Linked DNA regions of Danio rerio: region 2 is linked to region 1. A link is a contact called in public Hi-C data. All regions are on one chromosome and are shown on one strand. The core of a region is the stretch at or near the end of the contact, and the rest is flanking DNA. Distances in the headings are between cores, read along the strand shown.

Region 1 (3,034 bases), core at 370-2,869:
CTTACATGAACATGCATTAAATAAGTTACTGGCGAGTTACTGATGTTCGTTAATGTTATATAAATTTATCTTTAACCAGGAATCTCACGCAACGTGACAGTACAAAACAGACATATGGACACAGATTGGATAAATAGAGCAAAGCCACACCACACGCAACTTGATCTTCCATTGTTAAATGAATTTTATAAGAAGTGCGCAACATTTTCACGCTAGAAACGTAACTGATATGCTGCAACGGCTCCTTTAAATACGAGATCAATGTAGTGAGTTTTGATGCTCTCGCCGCCGGAGCTGAAGGCAGACAGCGATATTGCCAGGGCGGCCAGAGTGACGTGGGACGCTCTCGCCGCTTTCGGTGTGAACGTACGGTAAGAGGATAAATAGTGAACAGGTAAGTAGGTGGATCGGGTGTCCTACAATGATAAAATGATAAAAAAAAAAACATTTTAATTTAACAAATTCAAGAAGTCTATCAGTGTTCATGCTAATATGTACATTTGTATTTTTATTTTATAGATTGGTGTGTAAAAACAGTAGACTTTTATTGTGTCCCACATTTAGACGACTGAAATACAAACGTGTGCGTGTTTAATTTTTTTCAGGTCAGGGTGTTACTGTGTTGAAAATAAATGGAAAACAGTCTCGGGTCTCCTACGGCTCTCAGCAGCTTTCTCTGAGAGATTTCACGTCTTGAATAGATTAAAACATCCACATGATGTATTTGTATTTGGAGAAGCTTATCTTGGATATGGAAAGGCTTAAACTGCGTCGTGAACAGAGATGAGAAATGTTGAGCTGGCCGATTTTTTATGAGTGAGAGGACAGGAGTTTGGACCGGATATATAGACATTTGTCCAGTGTCCTTGAATACACACGATTGCACATTGTGTGTGTGTGTGTGTGTGTGTGTATTACGCAGATTTTTTAACTCAAGCTGCATGTATTTCAGAAATTCGGACATTTAAAATGGGCCAGCTCCAAAGTCATGGTGACATGCTGTGCTGTACAGAGTCATGTGGGTAAGAAAAATCTATAACAAATGTTGTAATTAAAGTAAATGTGGAAACAAATACACTTAAGTTGTTGTATTATATTAAGATCGGTCACTTCTGTCACAGAGATTAGTCCCTTTGTCGAGTTTATACACTCTCAATGAATTCTTGAATTCTGGGCCAAACTTTTTTTTTTTTTTTTTTTTTTTTTGAGGGAATAAATGAATTTAATCAATTTTGGAACAAGGCTGTAACACTGAAAAATATTTGGAAAAAGTTAAGTGATATGAATACTTTCTGATGCACTGTACAGAATGTACCCACAAGCACATATTTTTCTTGGTTCTCAAAAATGTATCCATGGGCACATTTTCCCAGTGAGCCAGTGTTGCACACGCTATTCTTCTCGCATACGGTTTTTCACTAACTGTTTAGGAAGTATGCCATTTCAGATGCTCTAAACTTGTGCATTGTTAGGAGCTCACTTGCAGAACTGCGGTCTCTCTTGCTCCATCTCCTATTGGCTTTAATGGGACTGTGCGCCTTCTCGCTAATTTGCCTGTTAAGTAAATCTGGCCCTTTGTCTCAGTCATGTGTATGTATGTGTGTGTGTGTGTTCAGAAGTGTGTAGCAGAACAGGTCAGCGTGATGAAGTAGGAATGCGAGAGGAATGCAGACACCGTGCTGCTCATCACAGCATGAAAGAAACGACAGAAGGAAAAAAAATACTACAATGGTAAAGGACTTTTAAGAGACGGACACAGAGAGCTTCTGCTGATGGGACAAAATGCACACACACACTAGCGATGTTTGCATTCACCTATTTTTATGCACATTTTGAAATGTTACGGAAAAAAAGCTAAATAGATATGGCAAGATGCAAATACATTTTGAAAATGTGCATTTAATACACTAAGAAAAAAATCCTGGTTGCCTTAATTTTTAAGCTGAAACAAATCAACCTTAAGAGTCCATTGAACTTATATTATGTTAAACTGACTTAAAACAGTGTAACTTATTAAACTAAGTTTTAATTTAATTTTATAAGTTACAATGATATAAAAACATGTTGTCAGGACCAATTGATTATATATTTTTAACAGTGTAATAACAATAATAATAATAATAATAATAATGGTAAATAGATATGACAAGATGAGAATATTTTAGAAAATGCACATTTAATAATAATAACAAAAGGTGATTAGATACAACAAGATGCGAATACATTTTTTAAACAACAACAACAACAACAACAACAACAACATGAAATAGACACGGCAAGATGCAAATAAATTTAAAAAATTTGCATTTAATATTAAAATAAACAACAACAACATAAATAGATGTGGCAAGATGTGAATAAATAAAATTTTGAAAATGTGCAGTAATAATAATAATAATAATAATAATAATAATAATAATAACAACAATAATAAAAGTTAAATAGATACAGCAAGACGCAAATAAATTTTGAAAATGTGCATTTAATAAAAAATTAAAATAATGATAGCAACAACAACAACAACAACAACAACAACAACAACTGTGGCAAGATGTGAATAAATTAAACTTTGAAAATGTGCATTTTCTAATAAATAATAATAATAATAATAATAATAATAATAAAAGGTAAATGGATACAGCAAGATGCCATTTTTTGAAAACAACAACAATAAGTAAATAGATACAGCAAGATGTGAATACATTTTGAAAATATGCATTTAATAATAATAAAAATAACAAATTAATAACAACAACAACAGCAGTAAAGATATGGCAAGATGCAAATAAGTTTTGAAAATGCACATTTAATAATAAACAACAACAACAACAACAACTATTATTATAATGCACACAACTAAGAGGGACAAACTATCCCTCTTATCTATCCCTCTTAGAAAAAAACAAGTCATGTGGTTTTGTTATAAGAGACCATGCCATAACAAAAGTGTTGTTTTGGTCATTGTAAAAACACCTCAGCCAAAGTCTGTCATCACAGTGGTTCAGTATTATGATTATGGTTATTATTGTTATTA
Region 2 (3,034 bases), core at 226-2,725, 69 kb after region 1:
GCTCGCTAATTGCTAATTTGTTGCTATCAAACTAAGCTTCATCAATTAGGCCTGATAACTTGCCTATAAATGAAAATGAAGGTCACAAAAAGTTCACCCTAATTCGACATTGCATGATATAGTTGTTTAATGTTGCTCCAAAAATGGCAAACGCAAATTAAAGATAATGAGTTTATAACCTACTTTGAATACTATATGATAAAGCTAATGCTGTTTAGAATTTAATCACATGTATAGCCTATATATACAGTGCTCGGCAAATATAAGAAGTCAACAGCCCTCACAAATCTCTCACTTAAATTCATATTTCTATAGGAAGGATTTGTGCATACATTAGATTAGTCAAAGAAGCCAAATCTCGAGCTAATCTAACAAAATAGTTTACAAAAACAGTCCAAAAATGTGTAGGTCTAATTTATATGTTAGGGGAAAATATTTAAACGTATTATCTTTCTATTTGTAAAGATGTTCGGTGGCTAAAATTATATTTTAATAAATATATCTGTTTAATAAACCTGTTTTGCACCAAAATACCTATATTTATTGAGAAATATTCATTTTGAAAATGGGATGTACGCAAAATTGCTGAGCACTATATATATATATATATATAAATATATATATATATATATATATATATATATATATATATATATATATATATATATATATATATAATTATATATATATAATTATATATATATATATATATATATATATATAATTTGAACACCAATGAAGTGTGATTCCAAAACAATTTTACAATATAATCCACATTACCTTGAGAATGTTGGGGTGCTGCAGTCTCTCCATCAGCGTCATTTCCTTGATAATTTTGAAGGATGCGAGTTTGTAACAGTCTGCAGACGATGCGTATTTCTTCACACAATTCTCCATGTCGTGACCTCCAAAATCGACTGATTTTAACGCGACGGAGAAGCTGCTGTTCAAAGCTGCCCTGTAAACCGCCTTTGTGTATCCAGAGCCCAAATACTGGACATTGGTAACGTTATCGATACTGCCGCAGCCGAGCCCCGACTCGCGCGTAATCTCCCGGTGCGATTTTGTTGCTATGGACACTGCGGGAGTCGATCGCGATGGATCGTAATGATTAATTTTCTCAATTCCTTTGTATGATTCCCACTCGCTACGTTGCTCCAGGTCCATTAGTCGCCGGCGTTCCAGAGGTCCGGTGCCGAGCCAGTGCGCCTGTCGGTACCGCAAAACCTCGTCCAGCCGCTCGCGTATTTGCCGCTGGAGCTCAGAGAGTCGCCCAACAGTGGCCGGTTCTACCGGCGGCGAGTCGTCGATCTGAAGCCGGGCAGGAGCGTCCGTATGTTTCTCGTGGTGGTGGTGGTGGCGGTGCACCCGCTCGCTGTGGTGCTCGAATCCCGGAATGAACAATAAATTCATCAGCGTGCCCAAGATGAACGAGACGCAGAAGCCCGCCGCTACCACCATCTTTCTCCGCTTCATTTTATTACTTATGATTATTAGCAGAAAATAGATGTGTTCCCCCTTCCAGCCTCCGCCTACCCGCCTGGCAGCTGCAGGCAGTCTGGCCGTGCCGGAGTGTAGTATTGTGCGGCGTGAAGGCTTCAGGATCCCGAGGAATTAAGTCTATGATGCTGCCCTCTCTATGATGATGCTGTCTTCATCTTGCAGTTATGATTTAAGATCCACCCCATATAAGGCTGATCATGGTGACAGTTGCGCGTGTGCGCTCGGTTGGCGGGGGTCTCGAGCGCGCGCCGCAGCAGCACCGAGCCCGAGCGCGTCTCTCGATCGGTCTGACGTCACCTTGACTGGCAATCGACTCGGCCCTCTGCTTCTGTGGAAAAGCTGCACTTCTGACTTAAAGGAATAGTGCACTCCCAAATTAAACTGGTTTACTCACCCGCATGCTGCCTTGGACCCGCATTAGCGCGTTCTTCTGCGGAATGCAAGGAAAGTCTTTTTCACAAAGCGACTGTACGAATATTGATATCAAGCTTCAGAAAGGAATGCAAACATCATGTGTTAGGCAGTTTGAATGCATGTAGATGGATTTATGCAAGGAGTTGCCAAACATTTAGAACGCAAAGTGAAACATTTGCAATGCCATCCGACATTAGAAAACTACATAAAAAAGTGACCAGCACATTCTTCAAAATTTCTCCTTTTGTTCTGCTAAAGTTTCCAGGCTAATTTGGTAAATAATTACAAAAATGCCACATTATAGGGAAAAGTGTTTCTTCTTGACTGTGTGTAATTTACAAATAAGTATGAATTAGCAAAATTACAATAAATTAGCAACATTTTAGTGGGTGGCTTTTGTAAATTGCAGTACTAATGTATCATCATTTTGACTCAAATATAAAAAAAAGACTACACATGCTAACAACAACAACAACAACAAAACTTTTATAGTTATTAGCCTGTTTTAAACTCCCTTCTTAACATTTATTCATATTTGCTGTTATTTGACAAGCATCTTTTGTTTTCAAAACATGTCTAATAGACGTCTAAACATATCGTCTGGGGCTAAAACAAGACTAAATTTGGGCTGTCAGAGAAAATCTAATAGACATCTAAAAATAGGCCAAAACTAGTCATCAAAAATGCAGAAATGAATGACTACACATTTACAGTCTGTCTGATCTGTCTATTTGACGACTAGTCTAGTTTTGGACTATTCCAAGATGTCTATTAGAAAAAAATTATGTCTGCTAAATTGTTGCAAATAATTTATATGTGTTGAGTTTAAACAAACAAATTAAATTTAATAATTTTCAGCTTAATTTGTTTGTTTATATTTAGCCCAAATAAATTGTTTACAACCCCTTAACTTAAAGAAATTAAGTAAATCAAAGGAATCATCTTTGAATATTTTTTTTCAGTGAAGTTTAGCCTCGTTTTAGCCAAGCTGTTTACTTTTAGATGTATATTAGACGTCTATTAAACATAAAAGTGTTTGCTGGGATTCATAAATAAATAAATAAATAGGCTACTTTACAACACAAATCTTTAATCTGACCTGGCTTCAAGAGAATAG

Evidence for each region. A called contact is a pair of places that touch in the nucleus more often than the background predicts.
Region 2: a Hi-C map of embryo shows a contact between it and region 1, with 1.6 times the contacts expected there. The contact joins the promoter of pkdcca here to the enhancer-like site in region 1. A contact is called at or near these places in 2 of 18 Hi-C or Micro-C datasets (embryo and an unstated tissue).

What each region holds. Positions count from the first base shown.
Region 1 is chr13:3,028,177-3,031,210 of GRCz12tu, forward strand. It overlaps a transcript of fbxo9 not described here and a transcript of pkdcca not described here. Among named protein-coding and RNA genes, the nearest start is that of pkdcca, 69 kb to the right of the region's middle. Within about 2 kb of position 1,620, at least 7 of the 62 cell types and tissues checked have an H3K27ac peak or open chromatin away from gene starts, as enhancers often do.
Region 2 is chr13:3,097,677-3,100,710 of GRCz12tu, forward strand. pkdcca (protein kinase domain containing, cytoplasmic a) reads right to left here and starts at 1,476. Exons shown (of 7, transcript NM_001161598.1): 1 at 781-1,476. The coding sequence starts at 1,476. It also overlaps a transcript of fbxo9 not described here.